Linked DNA regions of Mus musculus: regions 2, 3, 4, 5, 6 and 7 are each linked to region 1. The links are chromatin contacts, called in public ChIA-PET, Hi-C, HiChIP or PLAC-seq and promoter capture Hi-C maps. All regions are on one chromosome and are shown on one strand. Each heading gives the region's core, a stretch centred on a gene start, on an enhancer-like site or on the middle of the called end of the contact. The rest is flanking DNA. Distances are from core to core; before and after follow the strand shown.

The links. Hi-C and Micro-C count contacts between places; a contact is called where the count stands out from the background. ChIA-PET counts read pairs in DNA pulled down with a chosen protein or histone mark. HiChIP or PLAC-seq counts read pairs in DNA pulled down with a chosen protein or histone mark. Capture Hi-C pulls out chosen DNA fragments and counts their contacts.
Region 2: a Hi-C map of cerebellum shows a contact between it and region 1, with 2.1 times the contacts expected there. The contact joins the enhancer-like site here to the promoter of Atp1b3 in region 1. A contact is called at or near these places in 8 of 39 promoter capture datasets (the 3T3-L1 cell line, the C10 cell line, cranial neural crest and 3 more), 6 of 484 Hi-C or Micro-C datasets (the G1E-ER4 cell line, cardiomyocytes, cerebellum and 2 more), 6 of 115 datasets of contacts at active chromatin or transcription factors (T-cell acute lymphoblastic leukemia, astrocytes, bone marrow-derived dendritic cells and 3 more) and 1 of 9 other capture datasets (embryonic stem cells).
Region 3: an RNA polymerase II ChIA-PET map of memory CD8 T cells shows a contact between it and region 1, with 106 read pairs. The contact joins the enhancer-like site here to the promoter of Atp1b3 in region 1. A contact is called at or near these places in 8 of 39 promoter capture datasets (the 3T3-L1 cell line, 3T3-L1-derived adipocytes, the C10 cell line and 4 more), 7 of 484 Hi-C or Micro-C datasets (the G1E-ER4 cell line, the N1E-115 cell line, cerebral cortex and 3 more) and 7 of 115 datasets of contacts at active chromatin or transcription factors (the 230-238 cell line, effector CD8 T cells, embryonic stem cells and 3 more).
Region 4: a contact with region 1 is called in a promoter capture Hi-C map of adipose tissue. The contact joins the promoter of E030011O05Rik here to the promoter of Atp1b3 in region 1. A contact is called at or near these places in 4 of 39 promoter capture datasets (the C10 cell line, hippocampal neurons and pre-B cells), 3 of 115 datasets of contacts at active chromatin or transcription factors (effector CD8 T cells, memory CD8 T cells and pro-B cells) and 1 of 9 other capture datasets (adipose tissue).
Region 5: a contact with region 1 is called in an RNA polymerase II ChIA-PET map of memory CD8 T cells, with 115 read pairs. The contact joins the promoter of Zbtb38 here to the promoter of Atp1b3 in region 1. A contact is called at or near these places in 8 of 39 promoter capture datasets (the 3T3-L1 cell line, 3T3-L1-derived adipocytes, the C10 cell line and 4 more), 2 of 484 Hi-C or Micro-C datasets (CD4 T cells and embryonic stem cells), 5 of 115 datasets of contacts at active chromatin or transcription factors (the 230-238 cell line, acute myeloid leukemia, double positive thymocytes and 2 more) and 3 of 9 other capture datasets (adipose tissue, liver and macrophages).
Region 6: an RNA polymerase II ChIA-PET map of memory CD8 T cells shows a contact between it and region 1, with 58 read pairs. The contact joins the enhancer-like site here to the promoter of Atp1b3 in region 1. A contact is called at or near these places in 2 of 39 promoter capture datasets (the C10 cell line and cranial neural crest), 2 of 484 Hi-C or Micro-C datasets (the G1E-ER4 cell line and cerebral cortex) and 6 of 115 datasets of contacts at active chromatin or transcription factors (the 230-238 cell line, astrocytes, effector CD8 T cells and 3 more).
Region 7: a contact with region 1 is called in an H3K4me3 HiChIP or PLAC-seq map of the 230-238 cell line, with 15 read pairs. The contact joins the enhancer-like site here to the promoter of Atp1b3 in region 1. A contact is called at or near these places in 1 of 39 promoter capture datasets (the C10 cell line), 3 of 484 Hi-C or Micro-C datasets (the G1E-ER4 cell line and uterus) and 3 of 115 datasets of contacts at active chromatin or transcription factors (the 230-238 cell line, astrocytes and microglia).

What each region holds. Positions count from the first base shown.
Region 1 is chr9:96,362,418-96,366,035 of GRCm38.p6, forward strand. It overlaps Atp1b3 (ATPase, Na+/K+ transporting, beta 3 polypeptide), which reads right to left and starts at 2,014. Exons shown (of 7, transcript NM_007502.5): 1 at 1,629-2,014. The coding sequence starts at 1,737.
Region 2 is chr9:96,816,579-96,820,196 of GRCm38.p6, forward strand. No RefSeq gene overlaps it. Among named protein-coding and RNA genes, the nearest start is that of C430002N11Rik, 53 kb to the left of the region's middle. Within about 2 kb of position 2,068, at least 41 of the 459 cell types and tissues checked have an H3K27ac peak or open chromatin away from gene starts, as enhancers often do. A contact at or near this core is called in the G1E-ER4 cell line and cerebellum, where this site is marked.
Region 3 is chr9:96,793,559-96,797,176 of GRCm38.p6, forward strand. No RefSeq gene overlaps it. Among named protein-coding and RNA genes, the nearest start is that of C430002N11Rik, 30 kb to the left of the region's middle. Within about 2 kb of position 1,938, at least 223 of the 459 cell types and tissues checked have an H3K27ac peak or open chromatin away from gene starts, as enhancers often do. A contact at or near this core is called in the 230-238 cell line, the G1E-ER4 cell line, the HPC-7 cell line and 9 more, where this site is marked.
Region 4 is chr9:96,751,215-96,754,832 of GRCm38.p6, forward strand. It overlaps E030011O05Rik (RIKEN cDNA E030011O05 gene), which reads right to left and starts at 1,617. Exons shown (of 4, transcript NR_015511.2): 1 at 1,171-1,617; 2 at 88-169.
Region 5 is chr9:96,718,131-96,721,748 of GRCm38.p6, forward strand. It overlaps Zbtb38 (zinc finger and BTB domain containing 38), which reads right to left and starts at 1,720. Exons shown (of 3, transcript NM_001359959.1): 1 at 1,656-1,720; 2 at 80-179.
Region 6 is chr9:96,668,057-96,671,674 of GRCm38.p6, forward strand. No RefSeq gene overlaps it. Among named protein-coding and RNA genes, the nearest start is that of Rasa2, 38 kb to the left of the region's middle. Within about 2 kb of position 1,990, at least 263 of the 459 cell types and tissues checked have an H3K27ac peak or open chromatin away from gene starts, as enhancers often do. A contact at or near this core is called in the 230-238 cell line, the G1E-ER4 cell line, cerebral cortex and 2 more, where this site is marked.
Region 7 is chr9:96,648,552-96,652,169 of GRCm38.p6, forward strand. No RefSeq gene overlaps it. Among named protein-coding and RNA genes, the nearest start is that of Rasa2, 19 kb to the left of the region's middle. Within about 2 kb of position 1,565, at least 121 of the 459 cell types and tissues checked have an H3K27ac peak or open chromatin away from gene starts, as enhancers often do. A contact at or near this core is called in the 230-238 cell line and the G1E-ER4 cell line, where this site is marked.

The DNA of each region.
Region 1 (3,618 bases), core at 764-3,263:
TTCTTCCTAGGCTAACCTCAACTTTATCCTTACTCCCACTTTGTACAGGTTCTCTGCTTAAATGCATATTACCAAGGAAACCTATATCCTAACACAAAGGTTAAAACAGCACTGTTGGAGCTGCCATGATGGTCCACTCATGTAAGTGACTGAGGCAAGAGGGCCACCAACAATTAGTTAATCAGAGGTCAGTCGAGGCCACAGGAAGATCCTGCAGGAGAAGCCCTACCGTCGAAGTAAAGATAATGGACTCTAGAAGTGAGAAGGCAAGAGAGAAAGGCAAAAGGCAGCTTACAAAAATGAACCTCTCTCCACCACCCAAAAATCTCTTCAGTTCAAAGTGCTCTCTGGAAACAAGCAATTATCTTCATCCTTCTCCCTTTAACCGCGGTGGAAGATTTATTTCTTGAGCACATACAGAGCTCTCAAGAAAAGACAGCAATTTAAATAAAAATTGTGCATGATTACTGGGCAGTCAGGCAAGGCATACGTAAAATAATACAACCACTGGACTGGGATTAAAGGAGACTGGGCTCTTTTCTTGGCCCCATGGAATATGTAATTTTACAAAGAATCACAACCTCTGGGTTTCATTTCTGAACTAGAGGTTGGAATTTAAGAAAACAAAACAAAACCCCCCAAACCTTCCATGGCTCCTTTCAGCTTGTGATAGAGTGTCAAAGAGCCTTGCACCCTAGAGGAGCTCACTTCAGTGAACAAGTCATTTTGTGAGCCATATCTCACTTATGGTCTTCAATGCTTCTCTTAAAAATGCCATGCCCCAACGGCTCTCAGCTCTAAAAATCCATTCTTACTCAGAATGGAAAAAAAAAAATCTGTCCTTACCCATTAACAAAATACTCTTAAAAAAGGATTTCAAAAAGGTAAAATTGTCTAAATAGAAAGGCAATAAATGGAATACACTTGTCCACCTTCACTAACATTTTTTTTGACCCCTCACCTTAAAAGCAGCACAAAACCCAGAAGACCGATCAACTCGGATTCACTATTTCGTTTTAAAACAATGAGTTCGCACAGAGAAAATCTGTTAACATTCAACCACCACTCGGATGTTTTGAAGGTACGGGAGGAGGGGGTGTTTAATAGGACCGTCTTTCCCCAAAGCAAAATCTGCAAGGCAGAAAAGCGCTGTGATCTCCGAGGAGGAGGAGAAGGAGGAGGAGGAAGAAGCCCTCTCGGAGCCGGCCTTTCTCAGTCGGAATTCAAGTGCTTTTTCGCGGACAATGTGCCCCAGTGATTAACTCCCCGTCACACGTCCCTGCAACCCACACACGCCCGGAGCTCGCCCGCACTGTCCCGGCCGTCTGGGTGGCAGCGCCGCCGAGTCACAAGATAGCGGGCAGTGGAAATTTCCTCTCCCCAGGCAGGCGAGGGGCAGGTCCGGCTTCCCCAGTCCGCGCGGCCCGCGCCTCCAGGGCGCGCGCCCTACAAAGGAGGCCCGGCCCGGCCGGCCGGTCCCGCTTCCGGCGCCGCTCGCGGCGGGAACCGGCAGCACGTGTGCCCCGCTCGGGCTGGCCAAGCGGCCGCCCAGCCTCGGAGCCGGACCGCCGGGCCGCCCGCAATGAATGGGGCCGTCCGCCGCGCCGCCCGCCCCGCCGCGCGCTCACCCCAGCTCTTGGAGGTGCGCCCCAGAAACTCTCCGCTGCTCGGGTTGTAGATGAACAGCTTCCACTCGGCCAGGCTCTGGTGGAAGGATTTCTTCTCAGTCTTCGTCATGATGGGCGTGTGGAAGTCGAGGTGAACGGAGGCCGCGGGGCTGGAGGCGACGAGGGGCTCGGCGGCGCGTCCTGGCGACGGCGGCGGCGCAGCCCAGCGACAACAGCGGAGGACGGCACGGCCGGGAACAACTCTTCGTTACGAGACCACTAGAGCCGACTGCGCCGCGCCGCGCCGGGCGGCCGCAGGGGCCCCGGGAGCCTGACGTCTCCGCCCGCCGCAGCCAATCCCCGCGCCGCTGGCGCGCACCGCGGCCGCTGCCTCCCGCCCGGCTGGGCGCGGCCCAAAGGCCCAGAGCCGCCCGGATGACCCCGCCCCCGACAACACGCCACGCCCACATCTCCAAGGTCCGCCCTTGACGCCAGAGCCACGCCCCCAGCCAAGCCACGCCCCAGCCGGGCTACTTGCCCCTGTAGCCCCCGCCCAGGTGCGAGGAAGCCAGCGCGGCGGGGCTGCGGGCGGAAGTCTGCCGGGCACACTGACCGGCAGGGTGGTGGCCCGAGGAAGGTGGGCGTAGGAGGCTACAGCGCTCTCCACTGGAAGCCCAGGCCGTGGCTGGGCTTAGTGGAAGCCCAGCCTGAGACTTAGTGGTCAAAGCCTGGAGCACATACTTGGCCCCGGAGCCTTCTGCAATACGCCGTGGCGCGTTCTCCTTGGGGCTCTGTGACGTCTTTAAACGGCACCTGCTGCAGGGCCTCGGGCAGCGTTTGTAGCGTCTAGTGTGGACTAGCTGCTTTTGGGTTGCCTGAGGGTCATGGCAGTTTTATTCTAAATATGCTATCGTTAACCAAATGGAGTACAGTATACTTTTTCTCCAGATTCAGTCGAGCATATCAATGAAATCAATATAAATATTTTCCCAAGATTTCCGCTCACTAAAGCCTTGCTTTTTTTTTTTTTTTTCTTTTCTGGCTCGGTCACTCCAATTGTTAACTACAATACTTGATGGAGTACAAGGTTAAGGTTGTTAGAGTTAGGGATAGATGCCTGAACCACTCGGCTGGTGTTTTCTTTGCCACTGGTGGCCGCTACGCCTAGGCGGAGCCAGGAATTCAGGCTGCATTCTGAAATTCTGAAACACCATAAATGGGATTTTAAAAGACTCAAAATGGAAGTTTGAACAGAAGGTGAGGTTATTTTGATTTTTTGTTTTTGTTTCCGGAAAAGAGATGTTAAATAACCTCTGTTAAATAGCAATAATGAATGAATAAATGCAATCCCATTTTGTTTGCAATAATTTCATTAACCACGCCCACCCATACGTTTATGACTATCCAAAATCCAGTTTGGTTTTGTTTGTGACAGAATCTTGCTGTGTAGCTTCAGCTGACTTGACATTGTGTATCCCACACTCTTGTCCTCCTGCCTCGACTTCCTGGGTACTGAGATCACAGGCATGTGCTACCATGCCTGATTTACAGGGGATTTTTGTTTGTTTTCAACTGTTGTTTTTCTGGGGTTAGGGTTATTGGGAGAGGAGGGAACCAAGGACCATGCACATGACAAGCATGTCACCAACTGAACTACATCCTCCGCCCTCCAGTTATTTGTTTGTTTTCCAAGACAGGGTTTCTCTGTGTTGCCCTGGCTGCCTTGGAACTCACTCTGCAGACCAGGCTAGTTTCCAGATCACAGAGTGCTGCCTCTGCCTCTGGAGTGCTGTGACTTAAAGGCCTGCACTCACCTCTCTCTGCCTCCGGTTACTTTTTTGGTCTAATAACACCAAAAAAATTTTCAGAAGCAATTTGTAGAGTTTGACATGAAGCTGATTTTAGAAATACCAAAATATTACACAAGAAGCCTAGAATGCTTCTCTAGATTATAGGTAAGGCTAAAAGCTAAGGAATGGAAATAATTTTACCTCAAAACCTGAACTGCACA
Region 2 (3,618 bases), core at 818-3,317, 450 kb after region 1:
GTGCTGCCAGCAAGTATAGAAAGCAGTCCTGAAGTGGGGGTTCTGTGTGGCACAGTGCCAACACACCCTCAGCTCTGGTGGAGGGGATTGGGGGAAGGATGTTCACTGTTAGCTCTGTTAGCACCCACTCTTCCTCAGTGTGCTGGCTTGAATTAGATTGTCTCCCATAGGCTAGTATGTTTAAATATGCAGTCCCCAGTTGATGGACCTGTTTGGGAAGGATTAAGCGATGTGGTCTTGTTGGAGGAGTTGTGTCTAGGGGCAAGCTTTGAGATTTGAAAAGCCAGTGGTGAGCTTACTGATTGCCCGGTCTGCCTTCTGTTTGTAGTTCAAGATATGAGTCCTCGGCTGTTGTTATGGCCACCTGCTGCCTGCGACCTCTGCTCCAACATCCTGGAACCTGTGCTGGCTGGTTCTGTGTGTCAACTTGACACAAGCTGCAGTTATCGCAGAGAAAGGAGCCTCCCTTGAGGAAATGCCTCCATGAGATCTAGGTATTTTCAATTAAGGTATTTTCTCAATTAGTGATCAAGGGTGGGAGGTCCCCTTGTGGGTGGTGCTATTCCTGGGCTGGTTGTCCTGGGTCCTGTAAGAGAGCAGGTTGAGCAAGGCAGGGGGAGCAAGCCAGTAAGTAACATCTGTCCATTGCCTCTGCATCAGCTCCTGCTTTCTGTCCTGCTTGAGTTCCAGTCCTGGCTTCCTTTGGTGATGAAGAGCAATGTGGAAAATGTAAGCCGAATAAACCCTTTCCTCCCCACCTTGCTTCTTGGTCATGATGTTTGTGCAGGAATAGAAAGCCTGACTAAGACAAACCCCAAATAAACTCTTCCTTGTGTAAATTACCTTGATCTCAGCAATAGAAAAGTAATTAATGCACTTAAATTGAAGCAGCTTTGACAGGAACAGCAATGTGCCTAATAAACTCACTGCTTCCTTGGAATCAAGGAGCCCCTGTTCTGCCCGTGTGACGTCCGCAGGCATCTGAGATCCTGAGAGCATGCTGGACCCATTTGAAAGGATTGACACATGACTTTATTGCTTAAGCCATGGTGATCAGGTTTGGGTAGCATGAAACCTAACAGTGACCCAGATTGTTCAGGGGACTATTATGCGGTGTCCTGCTTAAGAACATGGTCCTAGCTGTCTCTTGTGACCCAGATGTAGCTGTCTCTTGTGACCCAGATGTAGCTGTCTCTTGTGACCCAGATGTAGCTGTCTCTTGTGACCCAGATGTAGCTGTCTCTTGTGAGACTATGCCGGGGCCTAGCAAACACAGAAGTGGATGCTCACAGTCAGCTAATGGATGGATCACAGGGCTCCCAATGGAGGAGCTAGAGAAAGTACCCAAGGAGCTAAAGGGATCTTCAACCCTATAGGTGGAACAACATTATGAACTAACCAGTACCCCTGAGCTCTTGACTCTAGCTGCATATGTATCAAAAGATGGCCTAGTCGGCCATCACTGGAAAGAGAGGCCCATTGGACACGCAGACTTTGTGTGCCCCGGTACAGGGGAACGCCAGGGCCAAAGGGGGGAAGTGGGTGGGTAGGGGAGTGGGGGTGGGTGGGTAAGGGGGACTTTTGGTATAGCATTGGAAATGTAAATGAGCTAAATACCTAATAAAAAATGGAAAAAAAAAATAAAAAAATAAAAGTAGTAAAAATTTTAAAAAAAAAAAAAAAAAAAAAAAAAAAGAACATGGTCCTAGCCAGGCGGTGGTGCACGCTTTTAATCCCAGCAGAGGCAGGTGGCTCTCTGAGTTTGAAGCCAGCTTGGTCTACAGAGTGAGTTGCAGGATAGCAAGGGCTATACAGAGAAACCTTGTCTTGAAAAACAAAACAAAACAAACAAAACAAACAAAGAGAACATGTTCCTTTAATCCAATTCTGCTTCACACCAGCTAGCTCTGTGAATCACCCAGTCAAACTTTTCTATAAAATGTGAACGATATAATACATTTGTTTTCATGTGTAACTCCTGAGTCACTGGCTTGTTTTACTTTGCCTTAGGCTTTCTCAGATGTTAGCATGGAAAAGCTTGCCTGTGGAAACTCCTCCATGACAGGCAAACAAGGGCAGTTTGTCGACTTCTTAAAACACAAGCGAACCTACTTTTCTATAAGGCAGACCCAACCCTAAAGACCAATAGCTTATTTGATGCTGCCCTCTAGTGGTTGAACACACTATCGCTCGCTACATTGTTTTACTTAAAGAAAAATAAGCCAGGATGGCTGGAATAGTCCCTAACCATTTAGACTTAAATTTGTAACTGCAGCGACCCCCATTTTTAATTTACTGACATCCTTCTCCAAACACAACATCTGGTAGGACTGCTGCAGAGGCCATAGGAAACGCCCCTTACTAAGGCCGCTCAGTCTCTTCCAGGGAATAGAGTGGCCAGAGCCCCTGTGTCTACCTAGGCTGGACTCAAGGCAGACTATTTAGAAAAGCATTCTCCTCTCTTGGAAGACTCACGCAGCCCATGTAGGGAGGCAGGACTCTCACTCGGCTGACACATCTGAAGTCAGCCCCAAGGGTATCCTCCTGCTGAGGGTACCGCAGCCCTGAGGAGTTCTGTTCCTCTTGGTGACCCTTTCCTCACGGATGCTCATCTGTCCCAGCTGTTAGCCAGGCCTCAGCAGCTAGGAGGGCCTGGTCATGCCTGTGTATTCGGCTGATTCCTCATGGACAGATTTGTGACTGAGCTAGCTCCTGGTAGGTGTGAACACAGGGCTACACTCCTGATACTCAGTTGCAAGTCTTGAGCCATGAGGATCGGGCTGGCATCCCACTAGCCACTACTTTACCCTGTGTATCTGCAGCTACATTCTATCTAACACATCAGGGTGACCTACCCAGCCTGGGATGCTGAACCCGCCTCGAGGGGCTTTCTGAAGATTCAGCGAGGCGTGTATCCCCACCTTTCCTGTCCTAGTTCTTGGGTTCTGAAAAAGGGATTTACCGAAGACTTCTTCCAAGTCTAATTCTGCTGAGCCTATGATGAAAGACCTTCGATCAGGTGTTTAGTAGTTTTCTTGGAAAGCCATTTATTATTGCTAATTATTACCACCAGGCCAGCAGCACAGGCCTGTACTCAGGAGGCTGAGGCAGGAGGACCTTGAGGTTACGGTCTGATGGGAGGCTAAGGCCACCTGGGCACATCACTGAGCTCCTCTTTTGAAAGAGGAACACGGTTGTGGATGTGGCTTAGTGGCAGAGTGCTTACCTAGCATGTGCGAGGCCCTGGGTTCGATTCCTGGCACTAAAACGAGTAAACTCTAATTCCAATAGCATATAGTTGAGTTTGTTAAGTCTGTTCAAAGCGAAGCTTGACAAAGAATGCTCAGCCCAGCGTGGTAACGGCCACTTGCAGTTCCAGCACAGGGAGAAAGGAGAGGCAAGGAGCCGAGAAAGGGGCCTGGGGGGGGGGGGCGAGGGGGTAGGGGTCTGTGTATGTGTGTGTGGGGGTGGAACATGAAGTTGAGTAGGAGGCAGAAATGAATCTGGACAAGTTGGAAGATGGGGCTGCATATGGTAAAAAATGTTTTATATGAAATTCTCAAAGAATAAGAATGTTTTTATTTATTTTTGAATTATTTATTTTATTTATATGAGTAC
Region 3 (3,618 bases), core at 688-3,187, 430 kb after region 1:
AACGGTCACGTCTATCCACCGTTTAAGATGTAAATATATGTGACTAAAATTCCTTTCCTCGAGAAGATGAAAACAAGGTCTGTCCCTCTACCTCAGGTTCCAATGGCAAACTGAGATGCTGCCAAAGTTCTCCCTGGGGAACCAGTGAGTTCACAGGCATACTTACTTACAGAGAGCCTGGGCGAGGGGTTGCTTACAGAGAGCCTGGGCGAGGGGTTGCTTACAGAGAGCCTGGGCGAGGGGTGCCGGGATGAAGCTTTTCCTCTCCAAAGGCCACAGCTGGACGGATTTTACCCCTCAGGGACGAGGGCTTCCGTGAACTTGCATAGATGGAGTCCTCTTCCCTGGTCTTGCCAGGCTTAAAGACTCTAGCCACTCCCAGAGGCCACATGCAATTAAGGCAGAAGTACATATAGCAAGTTGGGTCTTGTGACCCTCCCTAGCCTTCCATGAAAGGATGTAAGTGGTCAACAAGCCCAACTGTGATAATTCTTTTGTATGGGGGCCCAACTATACTTTACAAGACAGAAAACATATAACAACAACAACAACAACAACAACAACAACAAAATAGTCTTATTTTAAAAATTCAAATAACATTATTACTGTGAAAACAGGGATTTTTTTTTTCCTCCTCCTTTTTGCAACCCGGGATTTTAGACAGGGTTTTATGTACCCTGGACTGATGTTAAAACTAACAAGCAGATAGGGACACCTTGAAAGGCGTTTTCTTCCTGACCTCCGGAGCCCACATGCTGGGATACATCCAGTTCCTATAAATAGCTTAAACTGTGTAGATCCTAAAAGGGTCTGAGAGACCTCCACAAGGTTCAAGAAATAGAGCAACATGTCAGTACCTCTGAGTAGTCTATTCTTCATGACTGACTGCAGGATTGTGTCCTACGATACACTATCTCATAGAACACACTAATACCAGTCATTGTAGCTCCCTAAGAGTTAGGGACCTGTGTACTTGACTTAGGAGTTTAGGGGGGAAATTACTATGGGTTGTATAACCATCCACAATTCTGGACAGGGTTTATCACTTATTGGTATACAGCAATTATCCAGCATGTGCAAGGAACTGGGTTCAGGATCCCAGGACGCAGAGGTAAAATCCAAAAACATTAGTGATAATGTGTGGTGGGCCAGGCCTATAATCCCAGTATTCAGGAGGCCAGCCTTATCTACTCAGTCATATATAAATCATAAGCGAGGGGCAGGGTGGTGCATGCTTTTAATCCAAGTGCTTGGGAGACCAAGGCAGGTGAATCATTACAAGTTCAAGGCTAGCCTGGTCAGCTATGGCCAGCTCAGGATGACACAGTGAAACAGAAAAAAAGGAAAAGAAGGGAGGGAGGGAGGGAGGGAGGGAGGGAGGGAGGGAGGGAGGGAGGGAGGGAGGGAGGGAGAGAGGGAGAAAAAGAGGGAGGGAGGGAGGGAGAATTCTAATGAGGGAAACTCAGTGTTAGCTTTTTCAGTGGTGTACTTTTGGCCTCATTCTCTCTCTTCACCATCATTTAACCTTCCCATTCCCCCCCCCCCCCCCCCGTTATCTTTCAGGCCCTCTCATGTCCTGTAGCTTCCTCTTAGTCCACTCCATTCCCATTTCTGAATGCTCCCATCACAATCCTCAGATTTTTGTTTTGTTTTAAGGGGAGCAGGGGCTGGGGGGGAGCAGTGGGGAGTGGGGTAGGATGGGGTGTGATCTTTAAGGGCTGACAAGCTTTGAAGGAGACAGATTTAAAAAACAAAAATAAAAAGGCTGGGGTCCCAAATAAGTTGGAGTCTGAGGAATGACACTGAGTGGAGAGTCTTAGCAAGGAGACTAACAACCTCCAGAACCCCAGGTATTCGCTAGTATGAGCTGGATGGGCAGGGTCACAGGAAAACGTGGTCGGGAGCCACAGTACTGTTCACACTTGTTCCCACAGCCTGCAGGCACAGCAGAAGCTGCAAGAGAACTGTGACACGTGACACTCTACAGATCACGCCTGGAGGTTCAAGACTGTCTCTTCTTTCAAGAGGGAGCCTGACTGCGGATAAGGAGGAGCTGAAACCATGATCTGTTTCCCAGGGGACCAGTAGGGAAAAATGGCACCGGCCCAAGCAGCCTCAGAGCCATCCTAACAAAGCCTGGCTTTCTGTAACTCACAACCGAGCCCTGGAGGCTGACACCCCACAAGGGCCCCAGAGGACCCTCCCTACTGCAGGGCTTCTCACTCCACTTTCAACTTAAGGCTGCCCTAGGGGAAGAGGAGTTGTGGGGTAGGGGGCGAAGCTTTCTGGGAAATTCAGCCCTTTTCAAGAGGCTTCTGGGAGTTGTAGTTCATATAGGTCTTTGCATGCAAGCACGTTTCTGTGTGTGTCCCTGCGCCGCCCCCCCCCCCCCCCCCCCCGTTGAGGCTTCTATTGCTCCAGAACCCTGGGAAAGGTCATAGTTTCTAGTTCCTGGAGGCATCCGACCTGATGGAATCATAGCAGAAAATGAACTTTTGATATATGTAATATAATTCTACACTTGTCTTTTAACGGATTACTGTGCATTGCTTTGCTGTATCAGGCCTGACTCACGCTCTCACTTACATATTTTAAAATGTCCTTATATATGACTTTCAAGAAGTCTGATATGCAACATGATGGGGAAATTTCAGAAACTTTTTCAGTTAGATTTTGTTTTAATGCAAACACTTGTAATTTTTTTTTTGTATGACAAAAGTCTTTGTGTTGTCAAATCCTTTTAAATAAAAGAGATTTGGAGAAAAATTAGGAATTCTTACAGGCTGATGATTTTTAAAGATTATGCAATGTTTATGCTTATTAGTGACATCTATAGTTTGTACTGTATTGTAGATATATATTTGTATAAATAAACGTACAAATGAGGCTATACACTAAGGTTACATATAAACTAATATTCTAAAGAAATCTATGATTGTCATTATTAAAGCATAATGTCAGTATTCAGAAACTCAAAACATCTAATTTTATGATCTTTCCTTATCCTAGGCCAAGTTTTTAAAAAGGACAATTGGATAACTTAAAGGCATATGGAGTTGTTTACTTTGGACATAATATTTTATAGCAATCTATGGATTATTTCTTTTAAAAATCTAGGTGAGCTATGAAAATTTTATATAGGTACAGGGGCTTTAAAAGAAAATATTATAAGATTAATAGTTATACTAAAATATTGAATTAGCTATAGCTTTAATGTTTATATGATTTCCTATCTATATTCATTATGTGTATATGTATGTGTCTGCATGAGTTTATGTGCACTATGTGTAGGTACACCAGAGAGCAAGTATAGGGCGCCAGACATCTGGAACTGGAGTTAGGAGCGTCTCTATACTGGCCATGGTCACTCATCTTTGGCTCCAGGATAAGCTCTTTCTTGGTCCCTTTGAAGGGAGACTTGTGTTCTGCATTAACAATGCAGAATGCCTTACCAGGCTGGGGGGTCACATAAAATTGTTCTTGGTCCATGTATGTTCCCACTAAGAGCCTCATTTCTGGGCAGTAGCATGACTCAAACACTGTATTTTAAGCAGAGCTGCTCTTTATATAAAGGGAGTAAACACTAATCATATTGAAAGTCTTACTGTTATGCTGTAG
Region 4 (3,618 bases), core at 367-2,866, 390 kb after region 1:
AGTATCTGGGCCCTGTACCACCCTTTTCTTTATTATTCTAAAACTTTAAAAAAAAAGTAGAATTAGAGACTTAAATATACGACTCACCAAAGTATTTGTCACACAGCACTCAGCTCTTTCAGCCACAGGAACAGTAGGACGTCATGGCCTCAATTCAAGACAGCTCGGTCTGTAAAATTATATTTAAAAAGTAAAACACAAGACCTACAAACCATATATTAAAGTGCGATAGTTAATCACACAGGGAGTTTGTTCACAATGAATTTGTGTTTCCATTAAATGACAAACTTCTGCATTGCCTTAAAGTAAGGTCCATTTTTTATAGTGCCCGAAACCACATTAATGTATGAAGAACAGACAGTGTGCTGTTCTTCATACATTAATGAAGAACACACAGAAAATAGACGCTCACTCGGGAGGTGACTTGAGAAGCCAGAAGAACAGAGGGAAATCTATATCTATGCCTGTCTGCTCCGCAGTTCTCATGCATGTGCATAAAATGCTTTTCACAGAAACTGAAATTTCCTGAGTAGAAACTTCTAGAACATATAAATGACAGGTTTTGCCTAGACCTAGGAGGTTTTAGACAAAACTAAAACAGACAACCTACGTTTCACCTTTGCGCTTAACCTCCCCGCGGCAGCGTTAAGAGGAAACAAAGAACCCTAACCAGGACAGCCCTGAGACGATGAAGGTGCATCAGCCTGAGTGGTGAACAAGCTCCCATGGCAGACTGAGGACCCTTCCTAACAGGCTTGCCATTCTTCCCCCAGGCCCCCAAAGTGGGAAAGTACTATTTGGCAGCATATGTTTGCCTAGAATGGGGCTTGCTTTTAAGTCTCATCACCCCATAGAAGATCCATGAAGCAAGCAGTCCAGACCCCCAAACAAACATTTTGGCCTTCTTGAAGCAGGGCTCAGGTTGGGAGAGAAAACGAGGAGCCTGGTCCCTGGTGTTCCCCCTGAGTAGCTTTTGCTTCTGCACTCTTGTTTGGCTCTGTGGGGAAGAGAGAGAGAGCAGGCCCCTCTGAGGCTGTATTTAGAAAGAGTCCCAAAGGCTGTCCCCACACCCTCTCTGGGTCTCGGCCTGCCAGGCCCAGCTCTCAGGAGCAAGATGGCGCCCATAATGCTGGGCCATGACTGAGGGGCTAAGGGTGGGCCTTCACTTACTCGGAGGTGCTGGCTCCTTGGAAGCCCACACTCTGCCAACTCCCTGGGCTCAGGAGTTACCAACCGCATTCGTCCTCTGGATTCCTCAACTCCTGGTTGAGATGTGCTCCACATAATTTTCTCATGACGTCACTCATTCTGACTGCTTAGATTTGGAAAGTTGATCTATAAGAAAAGGCCGCCTTACGGCTTAAAAAGAAGAAGAAAAAAGGTTAAGATGGGTTGTGGGGAGATGGGGAGAGCACAGCAGTGAGCTCCCGGTTTTGAGATTTGCTGCCGCTATGAGAACCACTCCCTGGCCAGGTTCCTGGCTGCAAACCGAGGCCAGTGGCAAGCCGTGGGTGACGTCAGGGCCAGGCCTGAGTCATAGCCAGTGGCCCGGCTGCCCTGCCACTCGGAAAGGGACAAAAGGAACCTTTGATGTCCAGAGGCCCTCCTCTCTTGCAGGCTGGCTGCGCTGAACAGCAGGCCAGAACATTCCAGCTGTCTCCCCGCCCCACCCGCCTCCCTTCCTCCTTCCGGAACAGTCCCAGACAGATTCAACAAGGCCTCCCTGAAGGGCATCGCCCTCCTGTACAGCCAGGGTGAGACCACTCTCTGTAACCGAGAAGCCTGGAAGAACAGGGGTTCCCCCAGGACCCTCTCACTTCCCCTATCACGTATCTTCCTTCTTGTAGCTCTCACCTTAGCAGAGTCTTAATGGTATTTAAAGACGAGGAAAGATGGACTCACTGTCACTGTCCCTGGGCAGCCCCCAGTGCTTGGGGCGTGTTTGCTTCTCCATGTGCTGTGGAAGCAGGCCTCAGCTCTCTGCTCTCTTCAGCCTGGGTCTCAGTGGCTTTTGTCTTGGAAGACCTAGTCATACCCCAGTACCTGGCATGAAGCTTACTAAGTACACTATGAATGAATGAATGAATGAATGAGTGAGTGAGTGAGTGAGTGAGTGAGTGAGTGAGTGAGTGGTTGAATGAAAACTTTAAAATAAATGTGGAGGGCATATACTGAAAACTTACTGTGAATGTTTAAGTCTCCACGGTAAATACTTTATGTCAGTATTTCACTTTTTGTGACAAAGCTGTGCTTCCTACATCTATAGATGAGGAAACGGGTTCTCAGATTCGTCTCTTAAGTCTCACAGCTAATCAGTGGCAGAGCCTGGGTTGTCAGACCTCAAATCCTCTTTTAGCTTCCAAGTTGAGAGGCTGGCGTGAATGAAGGGCTGCCGACTGATGCGCCTCCCAGGGGAGGAAAGACAAGAATAAAGGTCTTGAAACCTGGCCAACCCTACAGGAACACTGCAGACCCATCAGGTATGTTCTATCTAGGTGAGGTAGGCCTCCTGTGCTCTTGATGGGCCAATACCACAGGCTTGACAAGCGACCGGTCTGTCCTGAGAAACTGGAGCCAGACAAAGCAAGGGAAGCCCAGTGGCCGAAGCTCTGGAGTGTGGTGGGAGAGCTACGGCAGGCAGAGCACCTCAGAGGAAGCCATGGCCACCTCGCCGTTGTCTTCCTGAACTCCACGTGCAGCAGTGAGATTAAAGGGCTGGGCCTGGGCAGGTTGGAAAGCTAAGGGGGAAAGGACACAGGAATGTTCTGGAGAACTGGAAGGCCCACATGAGGAGGTGAAGCAAATGTGTTTTCTGAGGACAAGAAGGGGCCTCAGCCTAACAGAAGCAGCACCGTTCTTAGGCTATCTCTGTCCCACTGGGAATAGTGATGAGGCTAGATCACATTGAGAGCCCCTGCTGTGCTCTAAGTGCCAAGGCAGGGGTGTCAGGAAGAAAGTCTGCTCAAGACTTGGGTCCCCATCAGGATGGGCTCCTTGGCACCTTCTCCACGGTGGTGGCTTGTGATTCTGTCTTGTACTTTTCCATGACTCTCCAATGCCTCATTTCAAGAGGAAGACAAAAGTCAGGAATTTCCAGCCCTGTAGGAAAGGCACTGGAGACTTAGGTATCAGTGACTGTGGTTTCATAGTGTTTCCTCTCTCTGGAGGCGGGGCAGGTTCAGGTCATGGGACCTCTCACCATGGCTCATAGAGCCTGCCTCTGGTGAGCACCTTTTCCTGAGAGCTCTGCGGTTCTGGTTCCGTTCCGTGATTCTCGGGAATCACGCTTGTTTAGTGGAGTTGGGATCCGTGGAATTAGCAGATAATCTCAGAGGAGAACCCCGCATGCTCTTCATCAAAGGAGAAGTGATAACAGCCAGTGTCTACAGAAGTGCCACCGGTGCCTCTCTGCTCTGCTTCCCTGGGGACAGGGTGGGGCAGGGGGCGGGGAGGGGGGGTGGTCTAGCCCACTCCACAGACACCAGTCTTTATTTCTTTAATAAGAAGACTAGTGGTTCACTGTTTTCCACTGTACCTAGTGACAGGGCAAACAGAGAAGGAAAAGAAAAGCAAAAGTAAACTAAAGCAAGCTGCAGAACCTTGCTTTGCAGATGCTGA
Region 5 (3,618 bases), core at 470-2,969, 360 kb after region 1:
TCAGTAACCTTGAGGATTCTTTTAGAAACTGCCATTTCTTATTTCATGCTGACTAAGGAAAGACATAGACCTCAGTTACCTCAGAACACGCCAGCCTTGACGGAGTTAGCTTCTGTGCTTTGGCAGAAATCACTCGGAAATCCTTGGTTCTGAGCCCGCCATGTCTTCCATATCAAGATCTAAGAGAAGATGAAAGTGCAGGGATTCAGGACTAGTGTCTAGGATTCAGGACTAGTGTCTAGGACTCAGGACTAGTGTCTAGGATTCAGGACTAGTGTCTAGGATTCAGGACTAGTGTCTAGGATTCAGGACGAGTGTCTAGGATTCAGGATTTCAGCCACAAAAGTCATTGCCGTTAGTATATGTGAGGTGCCTTTAGGACATCGGGAACTCCACCAAGTGCTCTCAGCGGATGGGTAAATCTCCGTAACACCCCTCAGCTGTAGGGAACAGTTCCCCATTTTACAGCTGCAAACAGTGCCGTGAACCTGTTTCTGGAGGTCACCCTGGGTGAGTGTCGGGATTCAAACCCAGGTTAACATCAGCACAAACCCAGTCTGATTTGGGTGCAAAATCCCCACCACAGAACGCTAAATTGGAGTCTTAAAGGCTTTTTTGACAGTGACCCATTTTATTACAAATGATGTTATATAAGCCAAAGGCTTCATTAAACTATGCTTATCTGTACTGTGTGCAACGGTTACTTTTTCTAGTCTTTTCGCACTATATATTCTAATCTTTTCAAAATTTTCAGCAATGACCCATCAAAGGAATTCTAATGCGTGTTTGGTCCTGGAAAAACACTGGTAGAAGGCCTATCATCCTAGCAGTCAGTCAACCGCTGCAAGTGGCAAGTTCGAAACCAGCTTGGGCTAACCTATTAACCATTCTAGGCTCCTTAACCAGACCCTGTCACAAAACACAAACTCTGCTCTTTGATCTTAGCTACTGTAAGACGCTATAAGTTTCTCTGAAACCACAACAAAACGAGTCTTTCCAGCCACGCGAACCAGAGCAAGCACTTGAGCTTCCCAATTAGGTGAATGCCCTTTAACCTTTCAAATATGCATACGCAACATAAACGGTTATCATTTAGAACCGATCATTACAAGGGTTTTCCAATCAGGCCCAATATCCAGAATGGGAACCAGGCACTTACCCACCGCAAAGCAGGAGTTATAAAGTGGAAGCGCAGACAGATTAAAATCTCAGGTTATTTATCAGCTAACCTGCAAAGAGGTGTCTAAAGGCTGACTGTTGAATTGTCCCAACGGACAGACGGCTGCAGCAAGCAGGAGCAGGAGGCCAAGGCTGCAACCCCTGGAGGCAGGGCCCTGCCTTTGAACATCCGGTTCAATTCCAGGGGCTTGGTGTCGCACTAGGATCTCATCGCGAACGGGTAGGGTCAGGAAGCAGCCCGGGTTTGCGCTTCACCGGAGGGGAGGCGCGACAGTCCCGAGCCCCAGGTGCGCGTCACTCCCCGCTGCCCCCCTGCAGCCGAGCCTGGTGGGGCGGGACGCGGGCACCTGCGGACGCTGGCTGCTCCGTAGGCTCCGCTCCGCTCCGCGTCCGCTGCAGCCCGGCGCGAGCGCTGCCCACCGGCTCCCGCCTCCCCACCTCCACGCCCCGGAGTCGCGCGGACCCCGCGCACTTACGGGGCTCCGCTCCGCCGCCCGCGCGCTTCCCGCGGGGTCCATGGCGCTTCCGGACCTGCGAGTCCGGCCGCAGCGCCGCCCAGAAAATGGACGCCGGCGGCTGGGCCCGGACGCCCCGGTCTGCCCCTGGTGCAGTGCAGGCCGGACGGTCGCTCGACCTCGGGCGCCGACGCGCAGGGCTTCCGGGACGCTGCAGGCCGCGAGGCTCCCGCACCCCCCGGCGCCACTGCGGCAGAGCCAGGCTCGCACAGATGCTGCGCAGCCACCGAGCAGGCCCCGGGCACCCTATGCAGTTTTAACCCGCACCAAATTCTGAGAACAGGGTGTCACCTGTGCTTTCTCATGGCTGTCAGGGGACGCCTGGATTATTTCCCACCATGGTATAAGAACTGTTTCATGCAATGAAAAAAATAAAAGCCACCGACTGCCCGCTGACATCCTTCCCACACAGATTCGCAGTGTGGCACCTACTGCCCCACGCACACCTAAGTGCAGGTGTTTGTTTTGAACCATCCAGCATTGAGTCTTTAGTATTTTTTGTTTGTTTTTAGTTTTTGATTTTGTGTGTGTGTGTGTGTGTGTGTGTGTGTGTGTGTGTCCTTTGGAAAACGACTCGCTCCCTGGCAAAACCTTAAGGTTTTGAAAAAGGGTATTTTCCTGGAATACAGTACTTGCCATTTATGCACCCCAGTTCCTTGACCAAACATTAAGAATATGATCATTTTGGTGAGCTGAGTAGATTTTTAATACTATATGCAAAGTAAAGCCCCATAAACGATGCAGGAAGAATGGTGTCACTTAAAAAAATGCAGAGTTGTGAAGGCTGACAGGTTGGGCAACGTGCATACACATGTAACGAGCAGTTCCCGACCTTCTCGATGCCAAACACCCTTTTATTCTCTCGCTCCATAGGCCAGTGTTCACAGATTAACTCCACTAAACTGCATGTATTAAGTAATGATTCATCTTCCCCTTAAAAAAAAAGGGAGCTTGAATGTTTTTGTCTACATAACTGCCAATGAGAACTTCCACAAGACCTGATCTAACTTGTTGGCAATGGTAGATACCAGCCTTAAAAAACAAAACTGAAGAAACTCGTGGTCTAATTGCCTGTTTGTGTTTCCATTGAGGCTTTTAGAAACTCTGAAGATGATTTTAAAATTCGGGAAAACTGGTGCACAAAGACTGGGAAGTCTGTAAGCTGTATGGCTGTGGCTGATTCCCTGGGACCGGTGGGAGGTAGCGGGCAAGGTTGGTTGGCCTTCTGGATTCAGCAGGCCTGTGTTGACAGCCTAGGTTTGTTGCTATGTACGGCCACTTCTCTGACCTTCAGCTTTGGTACCTAACATGCAATATGTTTTAGTATTAATGTCTACCTCCTAGGTGATTTTTTTAAATTGAATTAAATAATACACGTGGATCATTTACAATAGCACCTAGCATTGTAAGTGCTCTCTAACTTCAGACACGTCTGAGCATTGAAGGTTAACTATTCTGAGTTAGGGCTTCTGTTGTTTATAGTGGTTTTACATTGGTGATCTGCTAGGGTCACTTGGGACCTATGACCTAAGTCTGACTCCAGGGTGTTCGGGGAAGTGTCTTGATCAGATCCTGTCAACGGTGTGTGAGTAGTGAAACTTGGCTCTGGCTTTAAGAGTCAGTGTGTGGATGGCTCCTTACCTCTAGCGGGCCATCACAAACACTTGCAATTTTTTCTCATGGGAGCCAAATATTTCTCCAGAAGCAAGCATATTTCCTCACATTGTTTTAAGAACTGAACTATCACAGCAATGGCTTGAAGCTTATGTAATAAGCCAGTCGTTCAAAAATTTCCATCCTTCCTCATAACCAGACTCTCAATCATCCTTCTGAGTGTGGGGGAACTATTTGGAAATTTCCGGAAACATCCCATCTTATCATAAGTACGCTCTTTTCTGTAAAGTTTCCTTTACAATGTTCTGAA
Region 6 (3,618 bases), core at 740-3,239, 310 kb after region 1:
GGTTATCACCATTTTTTTTTCCCAGTGCCTGTGAGTTGTACCTGGCTGCCCCATCACCCAGATGGTTGCATGGGAGACAGGTCATAGTCCTTTTGGCTCCTTACTGGCAGCATCTTAGTCTGGGACAATATAAGAGATGAGTTCTGTCCTGTAACAATGTGGTGGTGTCTAGGCGCTCCACCGCCCCCTTCCCTTCCCCTTTTAATAGAAAGTCTAATGATGACCACTCAAGGCCAGCAGAGCTTTCCATCATACACAGCTGCTGCCCATAGCTAGCTCTGACACCCTGAGTGGCTCAGATGCAGATAGCCCACAGGCACCTCCTCTTCTTGGTGTCTGTACCACTCTACATCACGACATGGCATTCATTCCTACTCAGTAGGGGGCTCTGTGTGCAAACTCAAGCCGTTTGGGTGTATGTGTTCAAGTGTGCCTGCGTGGTGTGTATACATAGGCATGCATGTGTTGGGGGAAGGTGGTGCCATTCTTAAGTTCCAGATTAGAAGCACATACAACTACTTTCTGGGCCAGGTTAAACTTGGTGATATACAATCTAAGGCTGCTTTAGTTTGAGTGTTAAATCAGTGTTAAAATAAACAGCCTTAGGTTGAAGGTACCAAAGGTGGGCCTCATGAAGAAAATGTGTCAACAGCGTGCACACAGTTCTGCACTGATTCCCTTCAACTTGCTGCGCAGGGAGCAAGGCAGGCACAAGTGTGAGAAGAGCTGCGTTGGACTCCCTCCTGGTACATCAGTGACCTCTGCTGGTGGGATTTCCCTCTCCCTGTGCACAGAAGTAGCATCCCTCCATGACAGTGGTTCTGCTGCCTTCAGATGCCACCACACTGCAGAGCTGGTGGGCTTCCCTGCTTATACTTTCATTGGGGGACAGGACTGCAGCCGCCAGAAAGTCTAAGTAAGCCTCCACCGGCTTATTCTCAAAGCATGTTCACTTTCAGATACAACTATATTTATTTAAAAATTCTCAAAGAGATTGCAGGAGAGGTGGCTCTTGCAGTGAGCCCGATTTTGGTCCCCAGGGTCACATCAGCCACTTACAATGGCTTCTAACTCCAGCTCCAGAGGGATCCAACACCTCTGACTTCTGCAGGCATCTGCACACAAACGCACATGTCTGCACACAGACATGCAGAATTGAAAATAAAAAAATGAATATTAAAACAAAATTCTCCAAAAGGGAGGCAGCTAGATGGTTCAGCTTGAATACGGGAATTTATTCTCTGAGATCCAAATGGTTTGAAGGAGAGGACCGACTCCTGAAAGTTCTCTGACCTCACGTGTGTGAAATGGCCTGTGTTCCTGAATACACACACATGCATGTGTGAACACACAGGTACACACAAATTAAACAAAATTTAAGTCTCAAAAAGAACATGTCTAAAACCAAATGCTACTAGCTAAACGAGTCTGAATATATGTTGCCCTGGCTGTCCTGGAGCTTGGTATGTAGGCCAGGCTCGACCTTGCCTGTGCTGAGATTAAAGGCATGGAGCACCATGCCATCCCAAACGTCCCTAAAAAAAAAAAAAACAGCCCAGCAAAGTGAAATCGATACTATCAGAGTAAGGTTACTTTTCAGATCCATGGTGGGCAGCTGCTGAGGCATCCTTTATAGATGCACAAATTCACATCTTCTATCGCTGCAGTTCATCTAACTCACAAATCAACGCAAAACGCTGCTGCCGCTCACTCATTAGCCCACATCTAGGTCAGGCGGATCTTTGATTGACTGTCCAGGCACAGCTGTCCTGGGGAACTCCAGCCCAGGAAGCTAAGCAGTCAAATTGAAGCCGTGATGACAGATCTTCCAGCATCCTGCAGGGTTTTGTTTTTAACAGCTTTTCCCCAAACCTCTTGTCTTTGTAGGACCACGGGGTGGCACTCGAGAGCCTTTTCCAGCGTGAGGTTCACCTGTGGGTGGAGCCTGTGCATCTGTCTTCCGCTGCGGGGTTCTGACTCTACAGTGAGAGCTCATTGGACCAGGGGCAAACTCCTGACCATGGAGGAACCAATCCGCGCACGCGGGGCATGGCAGGTCGGAAAATGCCTGGGAAGTGGGGAGACCGCATCTTCCACCCACAGCCTGGAAGAGCAGAGGCGGTTCCTCAGCCCACAGAGATGCACAGAGATGACTGGAGAGTGGGACGCAGCCGAGATGAGATGTCGCAGAGAGAGATTTCTACTTCTAGTTCAACTTTGGCCCAGCCTCCTTTGTAGGGTTTTCCCCTTCCATCATGGCATTTGTTCAGGCAAGGAGAATTCTCGAAGACACGAGCTTTTGTTTATATGACATTCAAAACAAAGAGCAGAATTCTGAATAGCTTGGAGAAACTCAGAATTTGAACTCATGCAAACTTCCAAGAAACCTCATAATGGGATGGGGTTTTGTCTGTCAGGACTTTGTGTTTAAAAGAGAGAGAGACACACAGAAAGCCTTTTCCCCAATTTATTTTTACATTTGCTATAAAAATCTATCAAAAATGTGTAAGCAAAAGCAAAAGATTGAAAACAAATGGTCACCATTAGCAAACTCGTTACACGTTCATCATACAGTTACACGTTAGGCAGGCATTGAAAGACCAAGAGGGGTAGGTTGTTCCTGCATTCTAGTTTAAAGAGACAGTATAGCTGGTCGTGGTGGTCCACGCCTTTAATCCCAGCACTCGGGAGGCAAAGGCAGGTGGATTTCTGAGTTTGAGGCCAGCCTGGTCTACAGAGTGAGTCCCAGGACAGCCAGGGCTACACAGAGAAACCTTGTCTCGAAAAACCAAAAAGGGCAAGAATGTACATGTACACACACACACACACACACACACACACACACAAAGGGGGTGCAGGGTGGGCAGAGGGGTCTCTGACATCTACAGAATGATTGTATCGTGTGAAAACAATGTTCCCACATACATGTATTAGCTCTTTCAATACACAGCGGCTACATATGTGTACACAACTATACTAAGCTGCTTTTTACCTTTATTGAGTTTATACTTAATCTACTTTATAGGAGATACTTCTCTTAACCTTGAGAGCTCCTGGAAATTGGGTCGATCTTCATAGCTGTCTGTCCTGCCGTGCTTCTGCGAGCTGATTGGACAACCAGGGAGAGGCAGGATGGGAAGTTCACGGTTGCTTGTTCCGTATACAGAGTGACATGTGGAAGGGTGTAGTTTGTGGATTGGTAAATTGATATCTGAAGTTGAGGAATTGCCCAGTAAATAAACAGGGTGTCTCATCTCTGTTCTAAGTACATTTTCAACACCTAGACGAGTGGAGTCATTGGCTTGGGCCCGCAGGCTCCGCATCTAGTGATTAGTGAAAGTAATACCTTTTCCCCCAGATTCTTTTAAATAAAGATGAAAGCATCTGGCGCACCGCCTGGCCGGGTCTTGGCTGATGTTGAATGTTTGGTGCTGTTTTAATCAGCTTTTTCTTCAATGTGTCCTAAAAGGAGGTTGTACCACTTACGTTAGAAGAGACCGAGTATCAGCTATGAGCCAGCGCTGTGTTGTGTTTGAATTCAGTTTCAGAGGAGATTGTTAGACGTAGCTCGCTGAATTTCGTTGCTGTTGACAGGCTGGTCTCCAACTCGTTGTCATT
Region 7 (3,618 bases), core at 315-2,814, 290 kb after region 1:
ATAAATGTGAAGGAATGTTTAAAAGGAGAGAAGCCATCTTTTACTTTTTGTCACTAGAATGGGATGACGTATTTCCTGGTCAAGTTTCTACCTGGGACACCTTGCTATGAAGGGTTGTTCTGTATACTGAAAAGCGCTTAGTGGTGTCCTTGGTCTCTGTCCATTGGCCACTCACATATCTCTCAGTTGTGACAACTAAAAATGTCTGCAGGGGCTGGAGAGGTGGTCCAGTTGTCACAGTGCTTGCCTTAGATGCGCAGCCCTTTCCAGCCTTCTTCCCACTGCTAACTTGGGTACCACTGGGATTGCGGTTCAATCCCCAGAGCTGCATCCATCCAGGAAGAGTGGCACATACTGTAATCTCAGCACTCCAAAAGCACCCATAGGAGGAACAGAAGTTCAAAGTCCTTATAGGCTAAATCATGAGTTTGAAGCCAGCCTGGGATGCATCAGACCCTGTCTCAGTGTCCTCTGGGAGAAAAAAAAAATTACCCCCAGTTGAGAATCTTTGCTCTATATACCCATTTCTTATACAGCATCAGGGTCACTGTGGTCATCAACCTGTCAAGACTGAGAGCTCTGTTCACCAGTGACTGGGTGAGGTTCAAAGAAATAGTCTTGACAAGAACTCCCCTAGATCTTAAGGAATAGCAAAGATACAAGAACGGAATCCACAGCAACTCCTATTCAAATCCGTCTTGTATTTCCTCTAATGTACAACAGTAGCTGGGCTCCTCGCTGTCTCTTCCTGGGACGCCATTCTCTGTCATTTCTATGTGTCTGCCTTCCTTTTCCCCTCTGATACCTTTGGGCACACTCCATGTCCTGTGCTCTTTAGAGGATCTTTCAAGACAAACTGGTTATTGGTTTCTCTTCAGAATCCACCCATCGGCGTATCCATTTCTTGCCTCCTTCTCAGTCCCTTAATTTGGCACCCCAAAGCCCAAAGATCTGGTCTGGACCCTCTAAGCTCTTCTGCACAGTTGCATGTGGGTGGATGGGAGGAACTGAGCAGCCCAAGTGGCACCCAATTTAGCAGTGGGGAGGAGGCTGGAAAGGGCTGGCAACAATTCTCTGTGAGGAGGGCTGCAGATTCTTGTCACCCCACTCACAGATGTGCAGAGACAGCATACTATCTTTGTTTCTCTAAAACTGCGCTCTCCTCTCCGCATAATAGAAGGGGAGTATTCAAATGAAATTATTGAAATAAGCACAACAAATAAGTAGTCCATCTCGTCTGGTCAAAAACATAAAAACACTCTTAGTTTTTGGTTATCTGCTTCCTCTTTTTAAAAAATCTTCTAGAGATGGTGTTTGGGTCTGGGATAGAATCACGGCTATCGGATTCTTCCGAGACAGAGAGAAGCTGGGCTCCTGCGGTCCACTCCTGCTGAGTTTCGCTAGGTGGGTGGTCGGCACACTGCCTGTGTTTCACCTGTGAGGATGAGACTGAGTCTGCTCCTAGTCTGTTTGTGTGCACCTGCTGTTGTGCAGTGATTCTAGTGCCTGCGGTCTGGTCCTTCCTGGCTTGGAAGGACCTGCGTGTGTTCCCTGATGACTCAGTGCTGCTCTGGCGAGGACTCTGACCCCACATCCTCCATCTGGCTCGTCCCCAGAGTGTCCGCCCCCACCTTACTAGTGACTCACCTTTCTCTCGTGATGCTTGGCACATGGAGGCCTGTTGGCTCTCAGCTCAGTCAGCTTAGCTACTTTTCTACTGTGGTCCTAGGGGTAGCCCAGGACATTGTATTCAACCCTTCTCCCTAAATAACCTTGCACCCACTCCTAGGGGGCTAGGCAACATGATAGGTGAACCCCTCCCTCCCATGGGTCCCAAAGACAGGATCTTCAGGTACCCTCCACCTTCCCCCACCAACCCGATATAAGCAGGGCCAGGAGAGGAGAGACAATACTTGAATCAGATGGCGACCTCCCTCTTCTTTCTGTCCCTTCCTAAGGAGTTTATGGGGTCCAGCAGGATGGGCTTTTTTCTCACCCTGTCTCCAGCACTTCTGACATAAAACTCCATGATTAACTGGCTCAGGTGCCAACAAGCAAGGCAGAGCAATATGTGACTCTGTACGGACGGTCTCTCCTACACAGCTCTTTAAGTTACTATTTGGCAAAAAAAAAAAAAAAAAAAAAAAAAAGTCTGAAAAGTCTATTTAGTAGAGGATTTAAACATTACCTTCTCCTGTTTACTCTTTCTTTTCATTTCTTCTGTAAAATTCTAAGCATAGTCTAGGCAACTGGAAACCTCTGGAAGGGTAAGAGAGGGTCAGCATGTGATACACGAGAAAGGAGGCCACGTATCTGATATTTTAAAAGGTGGTTGCCAGCCTGGATGTGTTTATAGTTTACTGTCCACACATCATCTCTAATGTGGTTGTTCCACTGAGGCCTGCCTGCAGGCTGAGACCGCAGCCCTGTGGGTAGACCACATCTGTCCAGGCAATGGCCGGAAGAAGTACAGATCTCCAGACAGGAAACTAGACCACGCAGAGCAACTGCTGACGAACAGGAGAAGGGGTGCTTTGCTGTCCTCAGGTCTGGACTGCAAAGATGAGGAGTTTCTCTACTGTGGGCAAATTTCGTCACAACCCCAGTTAGGCCAGGTTCTTTGAAGAGAGACTTCTTTAGGTCCAGGTTCAGAAGATTAGCAAAACAAAATCTTTATATGGAAGGAATAAAACAGGGATAACAATCTTTTATTTTGCAGGTAAGTTTATTTAAGAAGAATCACTGTTTGTGGTTTTATATCATCAGTACTTCTGCTGTTTTAAAAAAGAACTTGGGGGCTGGAGAGATGGCTTAGGGGTTAAGAGCACTGGTTGCTCTTTGGAGGACCCAGGCTCAATTCCTAGCACCCACAGGGCAGTTCACAACTGTCTGTAACTCTAGTTCCAGGAGATCCAACAATCCTCACACAGACATATTTGCAGGCAAAACACTGATGCACATAGCTAAAAATAAATAAATCTTTTAGGAAAAAAAAATAAAAGAGGACCCTTTCAGGCGGTGGAGATGGTTTGGCAATTACAGCTCTTACAAGCAAGAATTTGAATAGTCAGCGCCCATGTAAATGTCATGTAAATTCCAGGAGGGTGAGGGGGCCCACCTGTAATTCAGCCTGGGAAGGTGAAGACAGGATCCTTGCAGCAAGGCAAGACCAGCTCTGGGTTTGACTGAGAGACTCAAAGAATAAGGTGGAAGAATGATGAGAAAGATTTTGAGATCAGCCTTGGACACACACACACACACACACACACACGCACACACACATGTACACGTATTTGAATATGTATGTATATACCTGCATACTATATATGCTCACATGTATTTGAATATGTAGGTACACATGCATATTACATATACATGAGAAGAAGAAAAAGAATAATTTTTTAAAGGGACTTTTAACACCTAAAGATAAAAAGGTGACTTTGACAGAGGACACTGCTACCAGAGGGACAAGTGCAGAATCCACTTCAGACAGCCGGAATGCACAGGCAAGGGACAGGAAGACGGATGGTTGATGTTTGTCCAGAGGTGACAGGTGTCCATCTCTGTCCACAGGGCTTGTGAGAGACAGGACCAGAAGGCAGTTGGAACAGACTCTGG